Regions from separate parts of the Mus musculus genome. Here region 2 is linked to region 1. The links are chromatin contacts, called in public Hi-C maps. All regions are on one chromosome and are shown on one strand. Each heading gives the region's core, a stretch centred on a gene start, on an enhancer-like site or on the middle of the called end of the contact. The rest is flanking DNA. Distances are from core to core; before and after follow the strand shown. Region 1 overlaps Ankdd1b (ankyrin repeat and death domain containing 1B). Region 2 has its middle 5.8 kb from the start of Gm41028.

Region 1 (6,788 bases), core at 3,104-5,603:
TTTATGTGTATAATGACTTCTATTTTAGTCCTCCATTTAAATAAAAGTGAATCTCAATGAAAGACACTCTGAAAACTAGATGGTAGTTCACCCCAGGGGAGGGAATGGGCAAAGGGTATGGGATGGCACCTTTCAAAACTTCTGAGAAGGACTTAGTGGGCCCGCTCTCATCCCTCACCTTGGATCAGCCTGCACCCATCATGCATCAGCAGCGTCCTCCAAAAAAAACTCTGCACACATCTGGGGATCTGCACCAAGGAAAGGGCAGGGCTTTCTTGTGATGTTAGGCCTTGTGTGCAGAGACTGGGATAAGACCGGTAGGTGTGGGCTATCCACAACTGTTCAAGTAACCCTAAGATGCAGTCTCCAGTGTAGCCTGGGCTTCCCTGCCATGATACCTTGTTTCCAGGAATAGTGGGAACACCAAAAAGTTCACCTTTCCTCCTCATTCTGTCCCATAAGATGGCACACCTATGAGATCAAAACCTCAAGCAGCATGAACAGAGAACAGGGCAGGCTGCTCCTGCATCCATCTTGGCTCTGTGCATTTTTATTCCTCAGAGAATCTTGCATTCATTGCGTTCTAGGATTCAGGACAGGGTGGACCCGCAGGCTTCTATGGACAGAAGAGGGGACTCAGAAAGCCCAAGTCTCTTCTAACAGTGAAAGCGTTGGGACTGACCTAGTCACTGGAGTGACAGAAGTGGGAGAGTGAATAGGGCTGTCGGGGTGGCACGGCCACTGAAGATGATCACTGCACAGTCCTGATCCCGGGAGCTTGCTCCCTGGAGCCCACTTACAAAGCTGGATGCCGTGGGGCTCATCTGTAAGCCCAGGACTTGTACAGAAAGTAAGAGAAAGAAAAGAATCACAAGTATTCAGGCCAAGTAGCCTGCAGTACTGAAGCTCAACAGAAACAAGAAGACCTGGCCTCAAAGGGACCGGCCAGCACTGACTCACAAGTTCTGTGCATGTGCTTTCTCCCTCTCCCCCCCGACACACACATACACACACCTCACACACCTCACACACCTCACACACAATAATAATAAGTCCATAAAATTAGTAGCATAGGGCAGATTTAAGAAGCATCCTTTGCCTCTGAATCACTGAATTTAATGATGGGTGATGATGATTAAATATGTATGTGTATATTTAGACACAACATATATGTAATTTAAATGAAATATACATAGAGATATAACACACGTAAGTAGATATAAAAGGAAAGTTCAAATTATCTCTTTAAACTTTTTATTAGTAATTATTTTGTACTAAGCCAGGATATAAGCTGGCTTGATTAGTGAAAATTATAAGAGCATTTGGCAAACCTTTTAAAGAAAGAAATGAATGCTGTGTATTTAAAAGCAGGTTTTCCCAGCTCTGCAGACCTCAGGTCCCCAGCTGTCCCCAGAGTTCTCAGCGTACTATTTCTGAAGTCTTCATCTGTATGTGTACATTAGACAGGGCTCTCAGTGTTTATCATCCACTTACCTCCCAAGGATTTGCTAGAAAGGAAAGGTTTGTTTGGTGCAAAAGTCATATATTCTCATCTAGCCAGAAGAATATAAGAGTGCTACCAGGCATTAAAAATAGAAGGACTGAACAGCTTGTAGAAACCATTTAGATGTAGAAAACCATTTAAAGAACAAGAGAAAAGGAACCCAAGTCTTTAGTAACATAAAGATGCTTACGAAAATGAACAGAAGGACAAAGAAGCAAAGACAAAAAGGGAATAGAAATAAGTCAGAGGAGGGGAATTAAACAGAATTCTACCTTTATATAAGAAACTGTTGCTGTATGGGCGGAACAGACTTCATTGTTCTACATGCAAGAACAGAGGAGAGGAGGCACTGAAAGAGTCCGTCCATGGTCATGTGCTGCTGGGTGGGTCATCTCCGGCCGCATATATGACAGTGGCTTGACTGGCCAATGTGTGTGACCCATGTAAAAGTGGCCACTAGTATTGATAGAATGATCACATTGCCTAATGACACATGTATCAGGCCTCCTTGTTACCAACTGACTGTATGTCCAGACTGCCAAGCAGGGTTATGAGGGAAAGGGAGACAGTGTGCATTGCTTTAAGGATTTAAGAAAGAATTTCCCAGGATTGGCCAATGACCGCAATCTGAGTTTATAGCCCCTGTGCAGTAGACACCTGAGACGTGACGACATTTTGGTGTGACACATGGGTCAAGGAGAAGCCGTGCACACAGCAGGGAAACTAAGAAACAGCATAGATCTAAAAGCTGGGGCTGATGTCCTGTGTCTGAACATGTTGCCTTATTGCACAGACTTGAATCCTGGAGAGGGGAGGACAGTCTACTGGGAAGCCGAGACTGGCAGACAAAGCTAAAGAAAGATGAAGATAAAAACTGATTTAGAGATACGATTTGCATGTTCAAAGATGTATAAATTTTGATGGTCCCAGAACACTTGAGTGCCAGAAAGCCAGCACAGGGCTACAGCAAAAACAGCAGAGCCAGGAGAAGCTCCAGGGGCTTTCCATGTGTGCCATGCCACTCATTGGAGCTTCTGTGACAGGCCATGGCCAGAGACCATGAGACAGAGGTCACGGCAGAGCCAGCCATCGGGCTGGCATGGATGAGGCTGCCTGGCCCACATTCTCAGATCTGAGTGTGAATGCCCACAAAGGAAGAGAAGAGGGACTGTCCATTTCCATGAACAGGGATGGCACAAGGCACTGGATGGTCATCACTGTGCTGAGCAAGGTTTCTTACAACAGGGGGAAAAAAGAATTACACAGACCCAACAGTCCCCATTCCAAAATAGAGGAGGTAGGGTGCCAATGAAGGCCCTGCATTGGCTGGCACTGGCCTTGCCTACCTCTCTCCAGGCGTAGTACCTCTCAGCTTTGATCAGCATATCCACGACGAGGCTGTGCTGGCTCCTGGCAGCCACCGCCAGGGCAGTCTTTCCTTGCTAAATTAAAAGAGGGAAGGATTAAAATAAAGAGTGATGATGTTGCGTGGTAGGCAGAACTCCAGCTTTGTGATAGACCTGAACTCAGATCCCAATTCTGCCACCTGAGTGAACTAAGGACCAGACCCTAGTCACCGGAAGTCTCCGCAATTACACCAGGTGTCATGGCGAGCCCTTGCTATGAATGCCGCCCCTCACATTTCCCAGCTCCCTTGTCAGGGATGTGACCTACACCCTCGCCAGTGCCAGTGGTATGAAAAGTCAAAGGCACATTCCTGGGGAAGATCTTCAAAGAGGGGAAAGATGACTTTCTCTTTCCATCCCTCCACTTCCCAAGGGGAGTGAGTGCGACAGGAGAGCGGGAACCTGGGCAGCCACTTTGGATCAGGAGCTGGAGACCTCTCTTGAGGACAATGAAGTAATGAGACAGAAAAGGGCTGGATCCAAGAACAGCGCCAATAATGACAGCAGAGCTCAGTGTAGGTTTCACTCACGGCTCCCAGCTAGGAGTTTTGTCTTTTATAAGTCACTGCGGCTAACCAAGGTTAAAGTGTTCCAATTTTAACCAAATTGAATGAGTAAGAAAAGACTGAGCTGGACGACATATGGGACCTACATTGCCTGCAGCTCATGCTACATCATACACACGTTACAAAAGGTGAACCCTGCTCACGATGGCTTTCTCACACAGCACAGCTTCGCAAGCTCTGGCCCCTTGATTTTATGCAGGGCACAGTTCTTATCTCTGCATCTATACATGTTTTCCTAAAAAGGAGAGTAGTTTGTATTTGCTTTCTTTTTTTAAGTGTGTGTGTGCACGCGCACACGCATGCATGCCCATGTACGTGTGTGTGCCCATACACATATATAAGCAGTCATGCAGAAGCCAGAAAACAACCTTGGTTATCTTTAGGAACGAACATATAGCACCTCCTTTGAGACAGGGTCTCTCATTGGCCTGGGGATTAGACTAGACCAGCTGGCCAGCAAGCTCTGGGGATGCTACTGTCTCTACCTTCCCACTCTGGAGTTCTAAGTGCATGCCACCACACCCAGTATTGTGCCCAGCCTTGGGGTTTGTATATGGGTACCAGGGATGAGACTCACATCATCACACTTTCAAGACAAGCTATCTCCCCAGGCCCCTTACTTGCATTTCTAATGACCCATGAAAAATTCCCTCAGAGACTCTAAGGTTAATTAAACATATAATGGTCAGAAATAGCCCCAGAAAATAATTGCAGTGTTAGAAACCTGCATTTCTAACCCCGTGTCTGGATAGCAGCTACAAGTACAATTCTCAGTGACACAAAAGGCATGGTTTTCTGGGCAGGCGCTAAGACCCAGATGAGCAGGGAAGTAGGGGCTGGAAGTAACAGCCTGTAAGCAGGCGAGCTGGTAATGAAATTAGGAAGGATTGCATTTGGCAGGCATTTAGCAAGCCTCTAATTGCATACTGTCTGCATTCTGCCTTGTAAAGCCATTTGAATCACCATAATTAGCCTATTTTGGGAATGCAGCATTCTAAAAGTCAGAATTTTCAAGCTGGAGAAACTTTCCTTAAGGAATAATACATTGGAGTGGAGGTGCCATTTGCCCTTGACAGAGAGGCAGGCAGAGACCAAGAGCTTTGGGACCCCCAAGTTACATCAGACTTCTCTCTTGGCTCCCTTTTCAGCCTCTCTCTCTCTCTCTCTCTCTCTCTCTCTCCCTCTCTCTCTCTCTCTCTTTCTCTGTGTGTGTGTGTGCATGTGCGTGTGTGTGTGTGTGTGTGTGTGTGTGTGTGTGTGTGTGTGTGTGTGTGATTCTCCCTCCAGCATCTCACTGTGTAAGCTTGGCTGGCCTAGAACTCTAGAATTTGCTATGTAGACCAGGCTGGACACAAACTCCTGGAGATACTCCAAAATGCTAAGATCAAAGGTGTGTGCCACCATACCCGGCTACCAATCCTGATCTTAACACAGTCTGAGAAATACCGTGGGGTTTGTTGTTGTTGTTGTTGTTATTATTATTATTATTAAGAACATGTGGGAGCAGGTAAAAAGGGAGGGTAGTGTTTATGCATTCGTTATTTATGATTTGGGTGCCAGCTGTGGGCCAGACCCTTAGAATAAAGGAGTGTGGGAGAAGGGAGAGTTGGGGCTAGCAACTCTAGGCTTTTGGTTTAAAACAAGCAAAGTCACATGTTAGTGTTGACCTTGACAACTGGAATAGCCAATCCACTAGCAGCAGGGCCCACAGAATCCCTAAAGAGTCTCTACCCCAGCCTTGGAGGAATTAAGTATGAATGAAAACAGAAAAAGTTACTACAAAAGAATGCAGGGGAGGGATGAAGGCTGAATGTTAATAAACTCAAGCAGCCACATCTGGGGCAACAGTGGCATTGTGCCCCAGCCTAGGCCCCAGGGTAGGTGGTCATGTTTCCCTGCACACGTGCTACTGCATTCGCCACATTGTCCACAGCCTGTCTTTCTTTTATAATTAAAAAAAAAAAATCCTCAGATCATACATATGCGGAACTCTCAGCTCTGAACTAGAGAACATAGTGAATCAGGAAGGTAAAGACCAGAAAAAGAAAGATTTGAGGTTGCAGACATAGCTCAGTGGTATAGCAATTGTCTACCAAGGGCAAGGGCCTGGATTCTATGCCCAGTACCAAAAAGAGCATATCGTGTTTTATAAAGATGCCTTGGCATTATGCGTTATAAAAAGGAATTGGCGTGCACTGTTAACAGTCTGCTCGTTCTGAATCAACTTGCTCCCAACCCAGACCCCCCGGAAGAGTAGCAGGAGAAATCAGCTTGATTCAAGGTTTTAGGAAGTGCCCAAGCTGAGCCCACACATGCACAGCGTGAGGGAGGAACACAAGGGATGCAAGAAGCACAGGCATCACATGCTTAACAACCAAGGTTGATACTGGAGCAGAGCGGCAAGACTGAACTACACACACACACACACACCATACACATCACACACACACACTCACACACACACATCACACACACATCATACACACACACACCATACACATCACACATGCATCACACACATCATACACACACATCACACACATACACATACCATACACATCACACACACATCATGCACACATCACACACACACACACACCATACACATCACACACACATCATGCACACATCACACACACACACACACACACACCGCATATATCATACACACACACACCACACATCACACACACACCATACACATACACACACATACACACATCATACACATATCACACACACACCATACATATCACACACACATATCATACAGACATATACACATCACACACACACACACACACACACACACACAAAATTAAAGAGCAGAGAGCAGATTAAGATAAAACATACTTTAAATGTGTAAGCAATAGAGTTATTATATGCATACACATGGCATAGTAGTATGAAAACCAAATAAGTTAGAAGCAAGTATGGATGAGAAATTATTTCTATAAATCTTCACATATAAACACTATACTTGGACCATGTGAACTTATAATCTTGAAAAATATCACTGAATTATTTGAATCCTAGAGACCAATATTTAATAGTAATTCCTATAGACAGATCTTGTTAGGAGGCAGTTTCCTGAGTTTGGCCATCTCAGGAATGAGCTCCATCTTTCTAGCAAGATCAAAACTGAGTTCATGTTCCCAGGCCCAGAACCCAACTATCCTGCTTCTTCTGGTGTTTCCTGTTTGTCTGTTAACCAGTGAAGGATGTAAAGAGGGAAGATGCCATTATCCCTTTATATAAACCATGGCACACAAGTCATAAATGTGCTGCCTGTCGGGACTTAAGCTTCTACTG
Region 2 (7,371 bases), core at 323-2,822, 580 kb after region 1:
AATTTACCAGAAAGCCATAGACATTAAAGTGACAGAGGGCTCCCAAAGCAAGCTGGTTAGCAAGGCTAGTAGCCATAATCAATTAGCTCTGAGTTTGGTTAAAGACCCTGTAGGGCATGTGGGACCTTGTGACCAGACAGGCATAAGAATGGTAAGGTTGAATGAACTCAGACCCTTTGAGAACAGGAGTGGAGCCATCCCCTGCCTACCTCTGTCTGTACTGGAACCATGATACCCCACTGAGGACCATGGCGCTGCTGGATCGTGTAACATAAACATCTGGAGTTCTCCATGCCAATGAGGATAGATAGCCCCCCCCCCCCCCAAGTATTCAGCCAGTGAGCTTACCCCTTCCTGGGTATTCCTTCCCACAGAAGGTATTTTATCCCTGAATAAAGGGTATGCCTTCACATCCACGGTCAAATAAACCAGTATTAACAAGCAAGGATCATCTTCTCTTTAGGATCGCCATGGGAAATCGGGCGTGGCGGCGCACGCCTTTAATCCCAGCACTTGAGAGGCAGAGGCAGGCGGACTTCTGAGTTCCAGTCTGGTCTACAGACTGAGTTCCAGGACTGCCAGGACTACACAGAGAAACCCTGACTCCGGGGGAAAAAAGGGATCGCCATGGGAAGGCTTTCATCTTAAAGAGCCGAACCTAAAACTCCCGAGGAAGGCTTTTCTCTTTCAGCCCCTTCGGTACTTTCCACCCTCCACACTCACTCCGATCAGGTTCCGCCCAGTTCCTGGCTCTGCCTTTCCCCTCCCTGTCTGACACGCAGTCCTCCTGGGAGGGAAAGTTAAATGAACCCCTTGTTCCCCACTCCCTACGGTTCCCAGAGAGGAGATGGGAACCTCTGTGTACTTTCCACTTCGGACTTACCGCCGCCTTCTGATAGTGATCGGAGCACATCCCACCCCCACCCCCACAGAGAAACAGGATTCGACAGGACCCCGTCCCATTGAATAAGGGGGAAGGACGATGGGAGAAAATTCTGAAAACAGTTCTGGCTTCCATAATGCGCTCATATCCACTTACATGCACACCTCCACATGTTCCCCATACATGTAAACATGCATATACGTGGAGAAAGAAAAATGCTTTCTAAAGATTAGAAGGTACATGAGATATAGTAAATTATGTCATTCTTATGCACATGTGTTGGAAACTGATTCTAATGCTTTATCTTACTTCAGCTCCCAAAAGCCGCACATCCAGACCTGAGCATCGCTGCCCCCAGCTGGCTTCGATTGATAATAAAGAATTGCCATACAGCCAATGGCTGGACAAGGAGATGGGGCAGGACTTTTAGATTGCACGGGCAAGGGACATAGAGAGGGGGAGAAGACAATCGCCATGACTCAGAGGGAAAGGGATCAGATTTAAGAGCTGCAGAAAAACAATCATCCGGCAATGCAGGTGGAAAGGAGGCGGGGGGGGGGGTGGGGGGGGGGGAGGACTTCTTCCCAGAAGGCAACAAGGCAGCAAAGATAAAACATAGATTTAGAAGGTGTTAAGCCAGGAATAATCCTGACGAGTTGCTTTTAGCTAGCTCCATCTAGAGGTGAGAAAAAAAATAATTGCCCGTGTATTGGAGAGACTAGGAATTAGATCCCTGACAGGCAAATAGAGGCGAGTGCCACAAATAGAAAAACAAAAACAAAAACCAGAACATTTCCAGCCTTTCCACCGCCCTCCGCACCAGAAGCAACGGCCTGGCAGCTTGAGACAAGCATCTGGCAGGCTTTTTCTCTCCCCAGTAAGGTTTCACCTCGCACTCCCGTGGCCATTCCAGGCTGATCAGATAAACTGAAAGCCTGTCTGGGCGTGCTTCACTAAAGCTGCGGGCCTTCCTCCGTCTAAACAGAGCAATTCTTAATTAGGGGAAAAGAACCATCCTTAACCAAGAAAAAAATCACTTAAACGCAGAGTTATCCCGGGAAAGGGAGCCGTGTCATCTCCCTGCACTCCCGCGGACTACTTGGGTCCCTTGCTGTGTGTCTCTCCTTCTTTGTCTCCAACTGGAACAAACTGTTTACTGAGGTGCCTGTTTAACACATCACAGCAACATCCTTCAGTCCCTACGTGTTACAGGATCCTTCTGGCTGACAAACCCTACCCCCTACCGTAAACTTCTCCAGCTCAGAAGCTGGGCTGCCCTTCCTTCCCCTCGGTGGGCTTCCCTATATAATGCAGCCATTTTGATTACCAGGGCTTTTGTCTACCCTTTACTCTCCTGGCTCTCTCTCCCCTCTCCCCTCTCCCCTCTCCCCTCTCCCCTCTCCCCTCTCTCCTCTCCCCTCTCTCCTCTCTCCTCTCTCCTCTCTCCTCTCCTCTCCTCTCCCCTCTTCCCTCACAAGTTCCTGCTCAGAAACTTGTCAGCTTTGAACCCTCCCAGAAGTCCTTGCCTCTGTCTATGCTATCTACAATAAACTTTCTTCACCATATTTAAAATCAGTGGCGTTCTTCCAACTTTTTTTTAAAGATTATTTATTTTATGTATGTGAGTACACTGTAGCTGTCTTCAAAGAACACCAGAAGAGGGCATTGGATCCCATGAGCCACCATGTGGTTGCTAGGAATTGAACTCAGGACTTCTGGAAGAGCAGTGAGTGCTCTTAACCACTAACCCATCTCTCTAGCCCCGTGTTCTTCCTTTTATTTATTTTTTATTTACTTTGTAATTTTTCCTACATGTGGTGACAAAGCCCAGGATTGGCATATATCAGTTCCCTTCCACAGAGTTCAGCCTCTCCGAACCAAGCTGCTGATCTGACTCCCTGACGACGTGTATACAGATCATCTGTTTCTTCTCGCGTCTGTCATCCATCAAATTGTACCCCAATTTCTAAAGTCTGTCTTCTCAGCTACTTCTCCCCTCCACGTGTTCTAACAATTCCTCTCCTTGTCTATGTCATGATTGTATCTCCAGCTCTAGAGCAGTGGGTTCCACCCTTCCTAATGCTGAAACTCTTTAATACATGTTGTTGTGACCCCCCAACCATAACGTTATTTTCACTGCCACTTCATAACTGTAATTTTGCTATTTGTAAATATCTGCTATACAGGATGTGTTTTCATTTTTAAAGCTGAGCAAAATTAAAGCAGAGTGATTAATTACAAAATATGTAATTATATATCATGAAATACTTCTAATTACAAAAAAAATGAAATTTTATCCTAAAGCATGGTGTAGCATGGGGTAACAGTCTTAAACTAATAATAGCAAACTACCTTGCTACATTTTGCAACAGTATATATAAAAGAGCAATGTCAGTGGGAAGGTTGAGATTGCTTCTTTCCCACCAGAAACTCTGGGAGTCTTTGCAAGAGCACAATGAAGATCAACTTTTACAAGTCTATGTCTATATTTAGACATGCTAACCATCAAGCTATAAAAAGCTGTCTCACAAAGATATATTGTTGGAAATGGAGGAGGCAGGGCAAACACTTTCTCAGACAGAATGTGATATGACTGGAAACACTTGGTCAAGAAGTTTGTAAGCGGCATTGCGGAGAGCTTAGTTCTTGTTGCACCCCTGTTAACGACTTTAATTAAGTTGTTGCTTCTTGTGTTGCTCAGGAATATCTTCAGCTTTGACCGTGAGTGGTTTTCTGGTGAGTACAAACAGGACATCTGGTATATTGAAAACAATGCAAGGAAATTTCATCTACAAGCATGTCCAAGTGTTCTTTCACAGAAATTATCATGGTAATCTTTTTATCTGATTCAAGGTCATGTTCCTCAAAGAACACAGATATGTAGGCATCATGGTTTTGTGCACTGTGTGATGATTTTCTTGTCCTATTCAGTGCTGACTTCTCTGCCCCCATATTTAGTTCCAATGGGACACAGCACTGTAATGCTTATTCCAAGTAGCTCCTGTTTCAAGTTTCTATAAACATTGTTCCTTATTTATTCTCTGACTTGTCAGTAAAGTTGATCAACCAATAACTGAGCAGAAGAGAGAATAGTGATGGGCTTCCACCAGTCTAGGGGAGGAAGAGAGACAGGAGAAGACCAAACCATTAGGAGAGGTATAAATTAATTATTCTTAATATAAATGTAGGCAGTGAGTTAATCAAACAGCTGTATTTCTTTACCTTATGCTAGTCACCAATAACCACACACACACACACACACACACACACACACACAATTCATTCAAAACTGTGCCCCAATAGCTAAGCAGTTGAATGATCTACCTTAGCATCCTATACTAATCGGGCTACCTCCCAGCCCCACCCCATGATACTTACATATTATGATAGATCTGGCTCTTCAGGCTTAGGTGTGTTTCTGTGATCTCTCTCAGGGTAGAGGTTTGGTCTTTTGCTATGCATTGTAATGCTAAATGCTGGCCCCCAAGACCTGGTTGCCCCCAGGAGTGAGAGAATCTGCATGTACACAAAGTAATGCTATGTGATCGAGCTCCCTAATTTAAAACTGTTAGTTAAACCGGGCTTGGTGGCGCACGCCTTTAATCCCAGGACTTGGGAGGCAGAGGCAGGTGGATTTCTGAGTTCGAGGCCAGCCTGGTCTACAGAGTGAGTTCCAGGACAGCCAGGGCTACACAGAGAAACCCTGTCTCGAAAAACCAAAATAATAAATAAGTAAAATAAAGCTGTTGGTTAAATAAAGATGCCAACAACCCATAGCTGGACAGAAGAGAGGTAGTTAGGGTTTTGATTGCCAGGCTGGGGGTCTGAAGAGGATCATGAAGAAAAATAAAAGAGGTGGAGAGAGGAGAAGAGACCATGGGGTAGGTGAGTCATGAAAACATAGCCACGAGGGAGTCATTTGGAGTTAAGAGCTGCTCGATGGAACATGGCAGGTTATAACTTGGGGTTATTGATGGGAAAGTAGATTCTAGTAGCTTAGTGGATAGATATCTGCCCAGCTCTAGTGCATTAAAGTCTTGTTAGAAATATAAACATTGGCCGGGCAGTAGTGGTGCACACCTTTAATCCCAGCACTTGGGAGGCAGAGGCAGGCGGATTTCTGAGTTTGAGGCCAGCCTGTGAGTTCCAGGACAGCCAGGGCTACACAGAGAAACCCTATCTCGAAAAAACAAACAAACAAAAAATAAACATTGTATGTCTTTTATCTGGGGATGATCAAAGTGGTTAAAATGATCAGAATGATCAAAGGTGGTGTACTGGCTGGTTTTGTGTGTCAGCATGACACAAGCTGGAGTTATCACAGAGAAAGGAGCTTCAGTTGAGGAAATGCCTCCATGAGATCCAGCTGTAAAGCATTTTCTCAATCAAGGGGGAAAGGCCCATTGTGGGTGGTGGCATCCCTGGCCTGGTACTCTTGGGGTCTATAAGAAAGCAAGCTGAGCAAGCCAGGGGAAGCAAGCCAGTAAAGAACATCCCTCCATGGCCTGACTTCCTTTGGTGATGAATAGCAATGTGGAATGTGTAAGCTGAATAAACCCTTTCCTCCCCAACTTGCTTCTTGGTTATGATTTTTGTGCAGGAATAGAAACCCTGACTAAGACAGGTGGGGTAGAAATCCCCGATTGAGACTAATAAATAGTAGAACAGTTCAGACCCCTTCTTCATGGCTCCAATTCCTCCATCCCCCCCCCCCCCCCCCCCCCCCCCCCCCCGGCTGATCTGACTCTCCCCTCTCTCCCTCCCTCCTTTGGATGATGTAAGTCCTGCCCACTTTCTATTCTGCCCAGCCATTTGGGTGATCAGAACTGTTTACACAAACCTGAAACAGGAGTTTCTTGATGTAAGCATGCTATGTCCCATTGATGTAAGATACAAGGGTAGAGAAATCAGCATTTGAATAACCCGAGAGGAAACAGTGTACAAGAACTTTATGCTTATAGAGGGTCTGAGACACCGTGGGGGAAAAACATCTGAAACAGAGAGAGCTAGAACATTAAACTGTGAGTATCATGGGGGTTTTGGCTGGGGATAGCCAGATTAGATTAGAGGTTTAGAATAGATTAATAACTGCTCAGCTATGCATTGTAAGCATATAATATAAAAATTTAGTCTCTGTCTCAATTACTTGGATGCTAGCCAGGGTTAGAGAAAAACTGTCACCCTTCTAAAATTACATTAACAAACAAGGTCGGCAACATGTACATTTTATTTTCATCCAATTTTTTCCCCAAAACCGACATTCCATTTGGGATGATCAGATCTTTTCAGATAAATTGAGGCTTGTTAGAGTTAATCATTGCAGTGATAAATTTATCTCATTCAAGATGCAAAGATGTCATCCAACGAAGCTATTGTCTTCAATTTATTTTATCGCTGAAAAGTGCTTCAAACTATGGTCTTGCTGATAGGTTATTTCTTTGCAACTGGTGAAATGAGCCATTTCAAGACAGATTAGGTTATATTAAAGGCAGGTTTATTGGGAAGCTGCTCTTGGATGAGTTCACTGGCCCCAAGGACCAAGGCCAGGGAAGTGGACAAGGGGAAGAGGGTGGTAGGGGAGGGTGAAAGAAAGTGAGAAGGGGGCACGTGCATGGAGAGAGAAGAGAAGAGGGAGAGAACAAAATGTCTGGATTATACAGGGAAGAGCCTCAGGGAGGGAAGCCCCTGGACTGAAAAGTTGAAGGTTGGGGGCAGGGTATGCCTGGTAAGGACTGAGGGATGTTGGGAGATGTTGTGTTTTATAAAAAGATAGAGAAACCAGGGATATATTTGAGGGAGGCACGGTATGGTGTGGGGGAAGGGGGTGCCTCTGCAGGTCCATGATAAGACATCCCTTCCCCCCTGGGGTACCAGCCACAATTCAGGGCATGGGGAGGGGGAGTTGAGAGAAAGATGGGGGGTGGGGAGAGAGGGAGGGAGGGAGAGAGAGAGAGACAGAGAGAGAGAGAGAGAGAAGAAGAAGGAGGAGGAGGAGGAGGAAGAGGAAGAGGAGGAAGAGAAGGAGGAAGAGCCGGCTTTCATAGATGGAGATGGAGAAAAAGGGGAGAAGAGAGTGAGAGAGAGAGGGTAAGTGGTAAGGAACAGGAGCAAGAGAACGAGAGTGATGAGGGGGGCAAACAGCCCTTTTATAGTGAGTCAGGCACCTGTTGCCAGGTAACTGTGGGGCAGAGCCTAGATGAAAACCCAACTGGATAACTTGGAGGCCAGGTTTACATTGATATGTAAAATATGCACCTCATTCCCTTGCCCTAACCAAACACTTGCTTTCTGATTTAAAACATTGTAAGTTTATCTCGGGGCTGGAGAGATGGCTCAGTGGTTAAGAGCACTGACTGCTCTTCTGAAGGTCCTGAGTTCAAATCCCAGCAACCACATGGTGGCTCATGACCATCTGTAATGAGATCTGATGCCCTCTTCTGGTGCATCTGAAGACAGCTGCAGTGTACTTGGATATAATAAAAAATCTT

The links. Hi-C and Micro-C count contacts between places; a contact is called where the count stands out from the background.
Region 2: a contact with region 1 is called in a Hi-C map of the N1E-115 cell line, with 3 times the contacts expected there. The contact joins two enhancer-like sites. A contact is called at or near these places in 1 of 15 datasets of contacts at CTCF or cohesin (large pre-B cells), 6 of 484 Hi-C or Micro-C datasets (B cells, the N1E-115 cell line, cerebral cortex and 3 more) and 2 of 115 datasets of contacts at active chromatin or transcription factors (bone marrow-derived macrophages and pancreatic cancer cells).

The regions. Positions count from the first base shown.
Region 1 is chr13:96,421,883-96,428,670 of GRCm38.p6, forward strand. Ankdd1b (ankyrin repeat and death domain containing 1B) reads right to left here. Exons shown (of 15, transcript NM_001369169.1): 12 at 2,851-2,946. Among named protein-coding and RNA genes, the nearest start is that of Poc5, 37 kb to the left of the region's middle. Within about 2 kb of position 4,354, at least 14 of the 459 cell types and tissues checked have an H3K27ac peak or open chromatin away from gene starts, as enhancers often do. A contact at or near this core is called in the N1E-115 cell line, where this site is marked.
Region 2 is chr13:97,006,824-97,014,194 of GRCm38.p6, forward strand. No RefSeq gene overlaps it. Among named protein-coding and RNA genes, the nearest start is that of Gm41028, 5.8 kb to the right of the region's middle. Within about 2 kb of position 1,573, at least 157 of the 459 cell types and tissues checked have an H3K27ac peak or open chromatin away from gene starts, as enhancers often do. A contact at or near this core is called in the N1E-115 cell line, where this site is marked.